3 separate regions of the Mus musculus genome follow, and regions 1 and 3 are each linked to region 2. The links are chromatin contacts, called in public HiChIP or PLAC-seq and promoter capture Hi-C maps. All regions are on one chromosome and are shown on one strand. The core of a region is the stretch at or near the end of the contact, and the rest is flanking DNA. Distances in the headings are between cores, read along the strand shown.

Evidence for each region. Promoter capture Hi-C pulls out the DNA fragments that hold promoters and counts their contacts. HiChIP or PLAC-seq counts read pairs in DNA pulled down with a chosen protein or histone mark.
Region 1: a promoter capture Hi-C map of liver shows a contact between it and region 2. The contact joins the enhancer-like site here to the promoter of Asap1 in region 2. A contact is called at or near these places in 15 of 39 promoter capture datasets (the 3T3-L1 cell line, the C10 cell line, the HPC-7 cell line and 11 more), 10 of 484 Hi-C or Micro-C datasets (the AML12 cell line, bone marrow-derived macrophages, cochlea and 5 more), 5 of 115 datasets of contacts at active chromatin or transcription factors (bone marrow-derived macrophages, memory CD8 T cells, neural progenitor cells and 2 more) and 2 of 9 other capture datasets (adipose tissue and liver).
Region 3: a FOXA1 HiChIP or PLAC-seq map of pancreatic cancer cells shows a contact between it and region 2. The contact joins the enhancer-like site here to the promoter of Asap1 in region 2. A contact is called at or near these places in 3 of 39 promoter capture datasets (the 3T3-L1 cell line, hippocampal neurons and pre-B cells), 3 of 484 Hi-C or Micro-C datasets (the N1E-115 cell line, adipose-derived mesenchymal stem cells and uterus), 3 of 115 datasets of contacts at active chromatin or transcription factors (embryonic fibroblasts, neural progenitor cells and pancreatic cancer cells) and 1 of 9 other capture datasets (adipose tissue).

What each region holds. Positions count from the first base shown.
Region 1 is chr15:64,151,257-64,155,293 of GRCm38.p6, reverse strand. Asap1 (ArfGAP with SH3 domain, ankyrin repeat and PH domain1) reads left to right here. Exons shown (of 31, transcript NM_010026.3): 12 at 1,442-1,450; 13 at 2,364-2,464. Among named protein-coding and RNA genes, the nearest start is that of Gm20717, 55 kb to the right of the region's middle. Within about 2 kb of position 2,258, at least 42 of the 459 cell types and tissues checked have an H3K27ac peak or open chromatin away from gene starts, as enhancers often do. A contact at or near this core is called in bone marrow-derived macrophages, embryonic stem cells, liver and 1 more, where this site is marked.
Region 2 is chr15:64,380,798-64,384,468 of GRCm38.p6, reverse strand. Asap1 (ArfGAP with SH3 domain, ankyrin repeat and PH domain1) reads left to right here and starts at 1,550. Exons shown (of 31, transcript NM_010026.3): 1 at 1,550-1,752.
Region 3 is chr15:64,541,228-64,544,941 of GRCm38.p6, reverse strand. The region is part of intron 1 of Gm30632 (a long non-coding RNA gene); the gene reads right to left. Among named protein-coding and RNA genes, the nearest start is that of Gm30632, 9.1 kb to the right of the region's middle. Within about 2 kb of position 1,836, at least 46 of the 459 cell types and tissues checked have an H3K27ac peak or open chromatin away from gene starts, as enhancers often do. A contact at or near this core is called in the N1E-115 cell line, adipose tissue and pancreatic cancer cells, where this site is marked.

The DNA of each region.
Region 1 (4,037 bases), core at 1,009-3,508, 230 kb after region 2:
GCAAGCTGAATGGCCATTATTTCTCAATGAAGTAAAAATAATTTATGTACATTTATTAACCTATGAAAGTCATTAATTAGCTAATTTCTGGAATTGTAGAGAAAAAAATACAGATCTGGAAGGATTTATTGGACTACTGTACTGTGCTGACCAAGACCATGGTTGTATTTCAAAGTAAACTCTAGAAGCTGGCAAGGTGGCTCACCTGGTGAAGGTGCTTGCCTCCAGGATTGATGACTGACATTCAGTCCCTGGTACCCATGTGGTAGAGGGAGAGACTGATTCCTGGAATTTACACTCCTCCTCATACACACACACACACACACACACACACACACGAAATACATGCATACATTCATTCATACATACATACATAAGTGAGTACAAAAAAATGTAAACAGAAACATTAGAAAGTAAACATTAAGAAATTTTGTAAGAGATTCCTAGATCTCATTCTACCCCACAACCCTGTTCCAGATAATCTGATTTGTTCAATTTTATGGAAGGAATCTGGCCTGTTGAAAACAAACTTCCTTACAGTAAGGGAGAAGTGACTAATAGGGATGGAGAGATGAGTCAGCAGTTGAAAACTTGCTCCTCTGACAGAGGTCCCAGCTCAGTTGCCAGCACCCATATGGTGGTTCACAACCACCCCTAGCTCCTACTGCAGGGGATCTGATTCCCTCTTCTGAACTCCAGGCATGCACATGGTACACAGAGGCAACACATTCATATAGATAAAATAAATGTTAATAAAATAAAATTATCTTTAGAGTAAAAGAAAGGAAGACAGACAGACAGACAGACAAAAAGAATGTCACTTGTAACCCCTTTCATCAGTCTCAGCCTACTGGGTAAAGCCTTCTGGGAGAGAAGGAGAGGAGTGGTCAGAGTGCAAGCATCCTCTACAAAGCCTTATACATTGGATCCCAAGACTCTGCAAGTACACACTGTTGGACCTAGGAGAATGGCACATGGGTACCTACGTATGTGGGTGCATCCACTAACATGCACACACACATGCACATTTCAATTGGGAAACAAGAATACAGAGGACATCACAATATGTGGCTCTGATATTCTGAGTTTTCAGTTTATTTTGGTTTTACTGAGGCATTGGTTCTGTGTTCCCACATTTTGAATGATGTTACCATTTACTGAGAAATGTACGCCTTATCATCTTCATTGTGTTTATCTCCTCACCACACATGAGCTAAAATATGTAACACTTGATTTGATTGGTATAGAAATATTTTACTGCTTTATCATCCAGATTCTATTATGATCATGGATGTGTTTTTTGGTACATCTTTACAATAATCTTTTCTATGTATATTTTATAAACTGCTTAAGTAATGGCTGACAGAGCTTTTAACACAATTAACTATTTTCAATCTTCTGCCTTTTTTTTTCTTTGTTGCTTTGCCCTTCCTGATCGAAGTCTAGAAGAGTAAGTTAATACATTTGTGAGAATGCGTTGTCCTACTATGTACCTAGAGACTTGTCCTCTTGCTGCAACTCCACTATATGTTTATTTGTTTCATTTGTATTTTACTTCTTGGATTTTCATAGTATGGCCATTGTGTCTTGTCTTTCTGTCCTTAGCGTCCACGGCTAGGTACCAGTGGAGTGCCAAAGTGAAAGCAGGCTTGCTTGTTTCTTTTGCTGGAGTGTGCATGCTTTGTCACATCCTAGACTTTTCACACCGTAGGATGCTGATTTCAGACTAAACTCATCGGCATCAGTCTGTTTTGCAGAGAGCCGTAGGCAGATTGTTCCTTTTGTGGAATGTTTGCATAGTTTACTAACTGGGTAACTCAGGAGGTCCAAACCGCTCCCAAATCCAGGATGGTTTTGGGCATTTCAGTAATCAAAAGGTTTCAGAATTCAGATACTTTAATTATAGATGCTCAGTGTATAGATAGTTACAAGATTTGTATGCTGATTGCCAGTGCCCTGCTCCGAAATCTTTTTAATGAAGATGTCCTTTATTTAGAGGACTCCAGCACACACGTAAAGGAGAATAGGTACAGCCGAGGGAAGACACTGCCAGCTTGCACACTCCCTGCATTCTCTTCCCATTTAGCCCTTCCTGTTGCTTCCTGCTGTGAGTGAACACTGAGCCTAAATCAGAGCCCTGTTTCTTTTGTGTTTGAATCAGTACTAAACTAGACCCGGACCCTGGGCTCTGCCTAGGACTTGGTTTGTGAGTCAGGCAAAATATTGACATGTCCTACTTCTTCTGCTAAAATAAAAGGTAGGCCTGGACAGCTCCCAAAGTCCATAATTCCCCCAGGCACAGGCCAGCAGGCAAAGGCTCAGGGGCAGCACAGCATTTGCCAGTCTGTGCTTCTGTTTTCCAGGACTCTCAGAGCCGGCAAGGTGGGTACAGCATGCATCAGCTCCAGGGCAACAAGGAGTACGGCAGTGAAAAGAAGGGCTTCCTGCTGAAGAAGAGTGATGGGTACGTGTCGAGCCCTGGCAGCCCAGTGTGAGGCAAGCATGCCCAGGCAGTGCTCTCCCTGGGACGGTGTCCAGGCTCTTGTTGCGAAAACATACTTAAAAGCTTTCTGAGCTGGTTCTGCTTAAATAGTTGGCCTAACGTGCTGTCCTTACAAGAAGAACGATTGTTCTGCGTCCAGGTAACACCTCTTGCTTGTGACTTACACTTGTAGAAAGCTGAGAAGGGAGGCTCAGCTCTGCTTTATCATTGTCATATTCTCTCCTTGAGATGGCACCTGGCTGCCCAAACCCCAACCTTTGGGGTAACCTGTGACATTGTCTCTGTCACAACCAATCTATCACATACCTTCCCTTTTCTAATTAAAAATAATAGGCTTCTTGTCATCTCAGCTGCTTCTGCTCAGGGGTGAAGTCTTTTTCATGAGTCCTGTGTAGTTGAACTCTGAGTCTTCTCTGTGAGCACCTGCTCCCTGTGGCCACACCTCTTTCTCATCTATGCATAGCCCGCAGGACTGCACCGACAGTGAGAGAGAGCCCAGACTTCAGCCTGGGTGCTCTAACTTAGCATCAGGCATCTAGCGTTTGTCTTTCAAAATGTCCGTATCTGCCTTTGACCATTCTGGACATACTGAAGACAAAAACTGGCTCAAGCTTGTGCTGTCTTCTTTCTTTCAGTCTGTTCCCCCTTCAAACATTCACTTCACACACACACACACAGAAAACATTCTAGCATCCGAAGCACACGGCTAGATGCTAGAAGATAAAAGCTAAGGCAATATGCCTTTCCTGTCATGCATCCTTGGAAAGAAATGGAGAAAGATAAAGGAGATGGTTCAGTGCAGCATGGCCAAGGCCCTGCCTTCAGTCCGTACCTGAAAGAGAACGCTGGGAAGGAAAGGAGCAGAGGAGAGTTATCTACTCTCAGAGTTGGAAACGAAGGCGGCATATACGTTTTTCATATTCATACATGAGAGATGAGTACTAATCCAGAGTTGCTTTTGATGGCTTCTGGGGAAGAGAGAAATGCTGCACCTCTTTTGCGTGAAGACAGACCCCTTAAGAGTAAGCACTTGTATGTTGCGTGATTTTCATTTTCATGCAAATTGCATTAGTAATTTTTAACCCACTTTTGCAATACTTGTTACTTAAAAACTGTTATAAAAAATGAAAGAACAATTTTAGTTTTTTAAATAACTTTAAAACTTTATGCCTCAAAGGTACTTATAGGAGCCATTGCTTGCTTGTATTTTCTCAGAGTAATCCCAGATACTCTCATGCTACAGATAAAGAGAGTCTCTAAGGGTTACGATACATGAGCAAAACCACCAAGCTTTGCTGGGAGGATGCCAAGTGATGACATGGACTGAAGCCCCACCGATGCTTTCTTATTTGTATGAGGTCACTTTCCCAGGAGCAAGGCAGAGCTGTCAAAAGTGCTCACAAAGGGCAGGCGCATTTGCCCCCACGCATGCAGGGGATGTCTTGGGAGTCTCCTCTTTCCTCTGGTGACCAGGAAGCACCTCATTAGCCACCTCAGCCAAAAAGCTGAGAGCCTTTTAATTTCCTTGGCTTTA
Region 2 (3,671 bases), core at 301-2,800:
CAACATGTGCTGACTGAGGGGCTCCCATGTGCTCGTATGGTTCTTGGCACTGAGAGTGGGAACACAAGAGACAGTCAAGAATTCTGCTGTGATGCAGCTTAGCCATGGGGAAATGTTAAGCAAGCATCCGGAAAGATACAATAGAGACAGGAGCTATGCAGCAACAGGACCAGGGGCAGGATGTTGGGAGAGGTGCGGGTGGTGAGGATGTGGGGGTGTCAGACACAGTGGATCAAACGGTGAACTGTGAGGGCCCGACTTCTGCTCTGTGATTTATCTGCCGACCTCAGTTGGGTAGAGGTTCTTTCCAATAGGATGGTGGCTATGAGGGGCAGGCATTCCAGGTTCTTGGGGCCCAGCTTGGAGCTTTACCTGTGACCTGTAACTACAGAAAGTGTTGAAGAAGAGACATGCCTTTGGGTGCCAAGCACAGGTCTGTTTGTCCTTGGGAGATAGAGCTGGTACCCAAGTTTCAGTTCCCAGCATGGTCATTTCAGTTCTCACTTGCCCACACGCGGTCCTTCCTCTATGTCTTGAGAGTCAGAGGAATCTCAAACACTCAAGTAAAACCACCAAACTGCAGCCTACAGGTAAAGTGTGGCATTTCCTCGGGAAACCACAATGAATCACTCCCCATGGCAGCCCAGACTCCCTGGCTAGTTCTCCTAACCCCCCTGGAGCAGCTCAAGGCTTATTAACGCGCCCTCCCCCCAAGTCTCCCACCCTCAGGTTAAGAACAAAATCTCCAATCTTGTGAGGCCTGGTGAGTTTCTAATTTTACCAGAAAGGGGTCTCTACTACGCAGTGGCTGATCTTTTCTTCTTCAGACAGCAGTTTCTGGAAGACTCAAAGAAAAATAATCACCAGTAATTAGGGAGAAACTGACACCCTTGGGCCAGACCTGCCCCCGAGCTAGGTCCACACAGACATGCAGAACACACAGCCCACAAGTTAGAAGCCTCCCTTCTCTGACATCTCTAGTGTGCAGTAATACCCAAGCACAGATATCATTGATGTCTCCAACATGCCAGTCTAAGCATCTTGTTTTCAAATTAAGTCTACGAACACTCCTTTCTTGATTGGGAAACTAAGCCTCAAGGAAGTATCACTTGCAGGAAAGAGAAAAAGGCCATTTTCCAACCAGGGTTCAGAGCCTGGAATGCTCGAATGCTAGCCAGATCATCTCTGTGCTATCCAAAAGGTTTTGCCTCCAGGCACTGGGTAAGAAGATAGAAATCCACGGAAAGGAACAGGAGAAAGTAGCCTAGGAGAAGACAGTGCAGGATGGGAGAGAGGCCACAGTCTTTTGGTGTCCCAGCTTTAGCAAGCCCCACTTCAAGGCCAAGGTTCTCTGCTGATAAGCCCCACCTCTGCCTTCTGTGGCCAAGAAGGAGGCCCACCCCATGAATCTCCTACACTGCCCTATACTCCTGTGCCCTGAAGTGTGCCCGGCGGGCCAAGGGTTAAACGCGGCGGGAGCCCCCGGAGCGGGGCAGCCGCGGGCCGGGAGTGCTTAGTCAGGATTCCGATTTCCTGCCGAAGTGTTTGGATTTCCTGCAGCCCGCTCCCGCCGCCGCCACCGCCGCCGCCGCCGAGCGGGCTCGAGAGAGCGGCTCCGCGTCGCCGGCCTCCTCCTCCCCCCTCCTCGGCACATGGTCGCCCGCCCCTTCCTGCGCCGCGCTCGGCTCCCGCGCCTCGCCCGGCCTCGCCGCGCCCGCGATGGAATAATGCCCAGCGGCCCGCCCGGTCCCGGTGAGTGGCGAGGCGGCGGGGCGGCGGGAACAGGCGCGGTGGGGCGCTGCACGGCCACCCGCACACCCCCTGTGGGCTCCGGGTGTCCCCGTCCGTCCGCAGAGCACCAGCCGGGGGCGTGCGGGGCGCGCGGCCGGCTCTGCAGGGGTTGGCCGGGCGGCCCGGGGATTCCGCAGCCGCAGCGCCGGAGCGCACGTTCCCCTGCTCCGCGGAGGAGACCCGGGTTGGGGGTGTGCGCCCGGGGCGCAAGGCTCCCCGCTCCGGGAGGAGGCCCGGGCAGACGCCGGGGCGCTCCCGGAGTCCGCTGGGGCGCTTTCTCTGTCCTCCCGGGCACTCTCCCCTCCCATTGGGACTCTCTCCTTCTCCTCTGGGGTGCTCTCCCGGCCCTTGGGGGCGCTTTCCTTCTCCTCGGCACTTTTCCCGGTTCTCCAGGGGCGCTCTCTCCCTGCGCGGCGGGGAGGCGCGGGCATTGGCCGCCGCATTGTCTCGGGCGCAGCGGAGGAAAGTTCCCCTCGGCGCGGGTCCCGGCCTGGACATGGCGCTGCCTGGCAGGCCCCAGACCACTTAAAAGGAAAAGAAACAGGGAATGGGGGGGGGGGGGGGAGTGGTAATTCCCCTTGGGAGCTGAGAAGTGCCTTATGTCTTCTTCCGCTTGTACCATTTTGGAACCTGATGCTTTTTATGAGAGCAACAGTAAGTTTAAACGAGAGCGAGAAAAAAAATAGAAAGAAAGAAACTAGCTGGTATCTGGTTTTCTGCTGTTTAATCCATCCAGAGACATCATCTCACGCCCTCGTAGGGCGGGTTCTTTTTATCAAGGAAAGGCTTAGCCAGGTCTAGACCAAGTTAACTTGACCTTAGCCTTAGCTGTACAGATGCAAAAGACCATTTCCCCCCTTCCATCGACTCCATCAGGTTGTGTTAGCAGGATTGCTTCTGGGATAGCAGTGGTACAGGATTGCTGAGTAATGTTTTGAGATTGTAAAACACAGCATGTAATTCTTAGGCCAGTTTCATGTCTATCCTAGCCTGAGTGGCCAGGTCTTCTTGGCGGGCCGTTGGAAGGCCCCTGTGTAGTGGCCATTGGGAGAGGGGCTTGATGGGGGGTGGGGTGCTATAGAAGAAAAGAATCTCGGAAAACAACTGTTTTCTCTTTTAATGTGGAAGAGATTCAGAAAGATTCTATGGACACAACTACTTGGTGGCCTGGCCAGGAATAGCTTACTTCCAAGCCTCTAAACTCCCTGGCCTGGCCACCCTGATTATGCCAGATTGTGATCTGCCAGCCCTAAACCAGGAGTGTTACTGTGTCTTTCAACTCTCTCCACTTTAGCACCTTCTCCTGTTCTCTTATCTGTTATTGCTGTTGTTTCTGAGCTATGCAGTTATCTCAAAGAACATATTTTGAGATAAGGGGTTTTAAAATTACCCTGTTTAGAAATGCATAATGGTTTTTAGTACTTGTATGGTAATTTTAAAAAATCTAAGAAAGAAAGGAAGAAAGAAAGGAAGAAAGAAAGGAAGAAAGAGAAAAAGAAAAAAGTATTGTCCAACTTCTGTTCACTGACACAAGTGGATTTGGGATTCAGCTTTCAAGTGGATTTGAAGCATACAATTGTAGTTATTATATGGGTGTGTGTGTGTGGGGGGGTGCTTTTCTCTATTCTCTCATTTTGTTTGAAACAGATGAACTCCAAGCCAGCATTGTCTTGACACAGAATGTGCTGTGAGATTTTTTCAGAAGTCTCAATTCTGAATCTTCCTCTCTCTGTGAGCTAGGCAGCCCACCTAGTTCCCTCTTCTTGAAAGCTCAGTGGCTGGCTTTTCCTCTTTAGTATGTGATAATGTTAGAGAGAAAGGACTTTTTCACAAGCTTGCCATTTGGTGAAGGAAATTGAAATTCCTTACACCTCTCCAGC
Region 3 (3,714 bases), core at 587-3,086, 160 kb before region 2:
TGTGTTCAGAAAAACATGGCACATCATTTTTATTCTGTTTGAGCATGAATGAATTAAGCTTTAATGGCAACAATTACCATTAAATTGTGACAAAACACTTGACAGACTCAACGTTAGACAGAAAGGGTTTGTTTGGGCTCAGGTTCCGGGTGGAGTCAGGGGTCAGTTTGCGATTGTTGTGAAGCCATGGTGGATGAGGAAGCAGAGAAAGTCAATGCTGGTATTTGGTTGGTTGTCTCCTTTTCTCTTTTATTAGATCGAGGGACCTCTATCCCACAAGATTTTCTTTCTGTAAGTGAAAGAGTATGTCTCACAAATCTCAATCTGGTCCATTGACACAGAATACTAACAACCACAGACACCAACTGTCATTGTGAGAGTTCTGTGAAATAATACAAAAGCACTTAGCTGAGCAGCTGGCTCGACATAGGGTAGCTCTTATTTTTATATTGTATAACTATCCTATTGGTACTATGACAAATTATCACAATAATAATAATAATAATAATAATAATAATAATAATAGTCGCAGCTTAAAGCAATACACATCCATTGTCATATGTTTTACAAACTGGAAGTCTGGAATTCACATTATTGGACTAAAGGTATTAGCAAGATTGCCTTCTTCTGGAGGCTGTGAGCAGATAGAATTGATTTCTTTCCCCTCTGTAGTGTTTAGTATGTGTTTCTTGACTTGTATTCCACCATCTTCAAATCCCAGCACTCCAACCCCTGATCTCACCATCTTTCACCTCCTCCATATCACTCTTAGGAGGATTCTGTGATTACATTATCTGTAATCTACCTACATAATCTGTAAATCTTTAGGCTAATATTTGAAGTCTTTTTACCATCTATGTAAGTAACAGTTGCAGATCTGGTGGTTAGAAAACGAGTGAGGAAGGAGAACCATTATTGATCCAGCCATATAAATTAATAATAATGACAGGCAGGAAGTAGATAATAGAATGAGAAATCTGAGAAGTGCATTGGGAATGAGATTTGGTATGTATTAGGAGGGATAGCTAGTTCTACTTGTGAAGTTGAATTTCTGCCTGCCTGGGTCAATGTTTAAAAACCTCCAGCTAAAGTATTATCATGGCAGTTCCTTGATCCTTAAAAATGCTTCTCTGAGTAGTATGGTATTTGTCTTCCCAACATTATCTCAGCTTTCATACCTCCCTCACAGCCTAGCAGAGGCTTTGAGTGGCACTAGTCCTAGCTTCAGAGTGGGAAGAAAAATCAAGTGGTTATAGGGGTTGACCCAGAAGCAATCATATTAGCCTGAAGGGTCTAATCCAAGATGACAGAGGTAGGTCATGAGAAACCCTATACATGTGATATATGAAAGAAACCAGTCTAATGAGGAAGGCAACAAGCACCATAAAATGCTTCTAATTGTTTTAGTAATAGACCACAAAACTATATCTGAGTCCTGCTTTGGTCTTTTCCATTTTATGCTGCAATTCACTCTTCATTATGAAGCAACTGGGGTTCAGATCTTTCCTCCCTTCACACTTAAATCATCTTGAAGATGAGTAAGATTTCCTACATCTATTTGTAGACAAAGAAACTGGGGTTTAGTAAGAGAACAGACCTGTCAATATTGGAAAACCAGCTAGGAACATGAAAAGAATTCAACCTAGACCTCCGAGATACCATAGGCAGTTTTGGTTCACCAACAATGAATGATGGGTTGGAGCTGCTTAGTTCTTTTGCCCCTTCATTCTGACAGCACTGATGGATATGTGCAAAATATCAGGTGGACACAACTATAAAGAGAGCTGCATAGAGGGTAGAGACCATGTCTGCAACCCCCTCCCAGCATGGTGTATACAGGAGACATAAATCACCCAGAGACTGAGTCACCTCTTATGTAAATATCCTTCTTCCCAGGTTAGCTCTCCTTTGGAGATAATTGCTTGAGAAATATTGTCCCTTGGTTTCTCAGGAAAGCAATCTCAACTGCATTTTAATTCTCTCCAATCAAGATGCTATAATGAAAGCTCAAGAGGAGTAGGAACTAAATTGGCTTTAAAAAAAAAAGAGGGATCTAGTAAGTGCTATGAATTGCTCTAAATCAAATGCTCTGTTGTTTCATTTAATCACCATAACTCTTCGGGTGGTGCCATTATGTTAGATGGTCTCATGGGAAATTGAGGCCCTTCAGACTCAGGTCACTTAGCCTGCGCATGAGTGGATGAGCCCAAATCTGAATCACAGGCATGGATACTGAACACTGCGTACAATTTCCATCGCCTCACATGGCCTTCTCTAAAAATATCACTATGATCATTGTTCCTGGGATATTGCCTAATGCAGTGACCTCAGGAACATCAGGCAGGGCTGTCTAGGCCATCAAACAATAAGAGGAAACATGCCAAAGACACAACAGAGGACAATGAGCAGGCAGTCGATGTGGTGATCAGGTGAATTCACAAGGTAGAAACAAAAGCCCACTGGGTACGAAAGTAACTTGGGAACATCGTGGGGACCAGATGGTTTGATACACACCCCAAGGACAGCTGTGCTCCCAGATTCAGTAATTACCATGTTCTTAAAACAGAGGACAGTCACAAAAAAGACCAATGACTCATGCTTTGAAAAGCATATAAGTTTTTGTCTGGCCCCCCAGAGGCCACCAGGCTTTGACTCGAAAGCAGAAGCTGCTGCTTCTAGAAGTAGCAAGATAGAAAGGGCACCTTGCCACTGAATCTTCCCTCTGCCTCAGCAACGAGCTAGCAGCCCATACCAGAAAATAGTTCTGTAAATCAGCTAAAGTCATCTCATACCAGCTCCCTCAGCAAGTGATAATTATGATATAGGAACTAGAAAGAATGCTTGGTCATCTGGTTCCCTGCCTCCCTCCTCGGGTGAATGAGAAGCTGGCATGTATAAAATACTCAAAGGTATCATTAATGATAAAGTCTGCCATATGAGGTTGTTGCTGCCGGGTAAAAAGCCTAACAGCCCCCAGGGTCTCAAGAGACACTCAGTTCCTTAGCTACAGGGGAATAGCCAGATTATTCAGGACGGGAAAAAAAGAAAAAAGAAATTCCATCTTGGAGGATGTATACAGATCCAGAAATAAGACAAGGCAGAAGAGGGCCTCTAGCTTGGGGTGGACAGAGCTCTGGGACACAAACAGTGAATAAGAGAATGGGAAATAGACAGCAAAAGCCATGCTGGGACTAAAACAATATCTGAGCTTCATACATAAATGTATGAACAAGGTGGTAATGTTTTCAGAATGGATTTTCCAAGGCAATAGAAGATATATGACGGGCGTGGTAGGTAGTGAATGATGACAATGTTGGTAGTTGCCATGGTGAGCTGCTGCTCCTGCTGCTGCCACTGCTACTGCTGGAGAGAGTATATGATGGTCATATAGCAGAAGTGTCTAGGATGGTCTGAGTGGTCGTGAAGGGATGGAATGGATGGCTGTGCCAGTAAAAACAGACATATATGTCCTGGTACTGGCTGATAAATGACTGGAGATCCTGATATGTGTGAGGAGGCTGAGATGATGCTGATGGGAAGTTTTGGTGATTAGGATGATGATGTAGCAGTCGTCATAGAGGGGCAATAAATGCAACAACCAATGTGAAATTAGACTTAGCTAAGTGTCCATCATTCTTTCTGGCCTCTTATTCCACAAGAAAATCTGGGTGCTATAGCCAACTAATTCAGTGTTTTAAATTTGCCTAAGTTGTA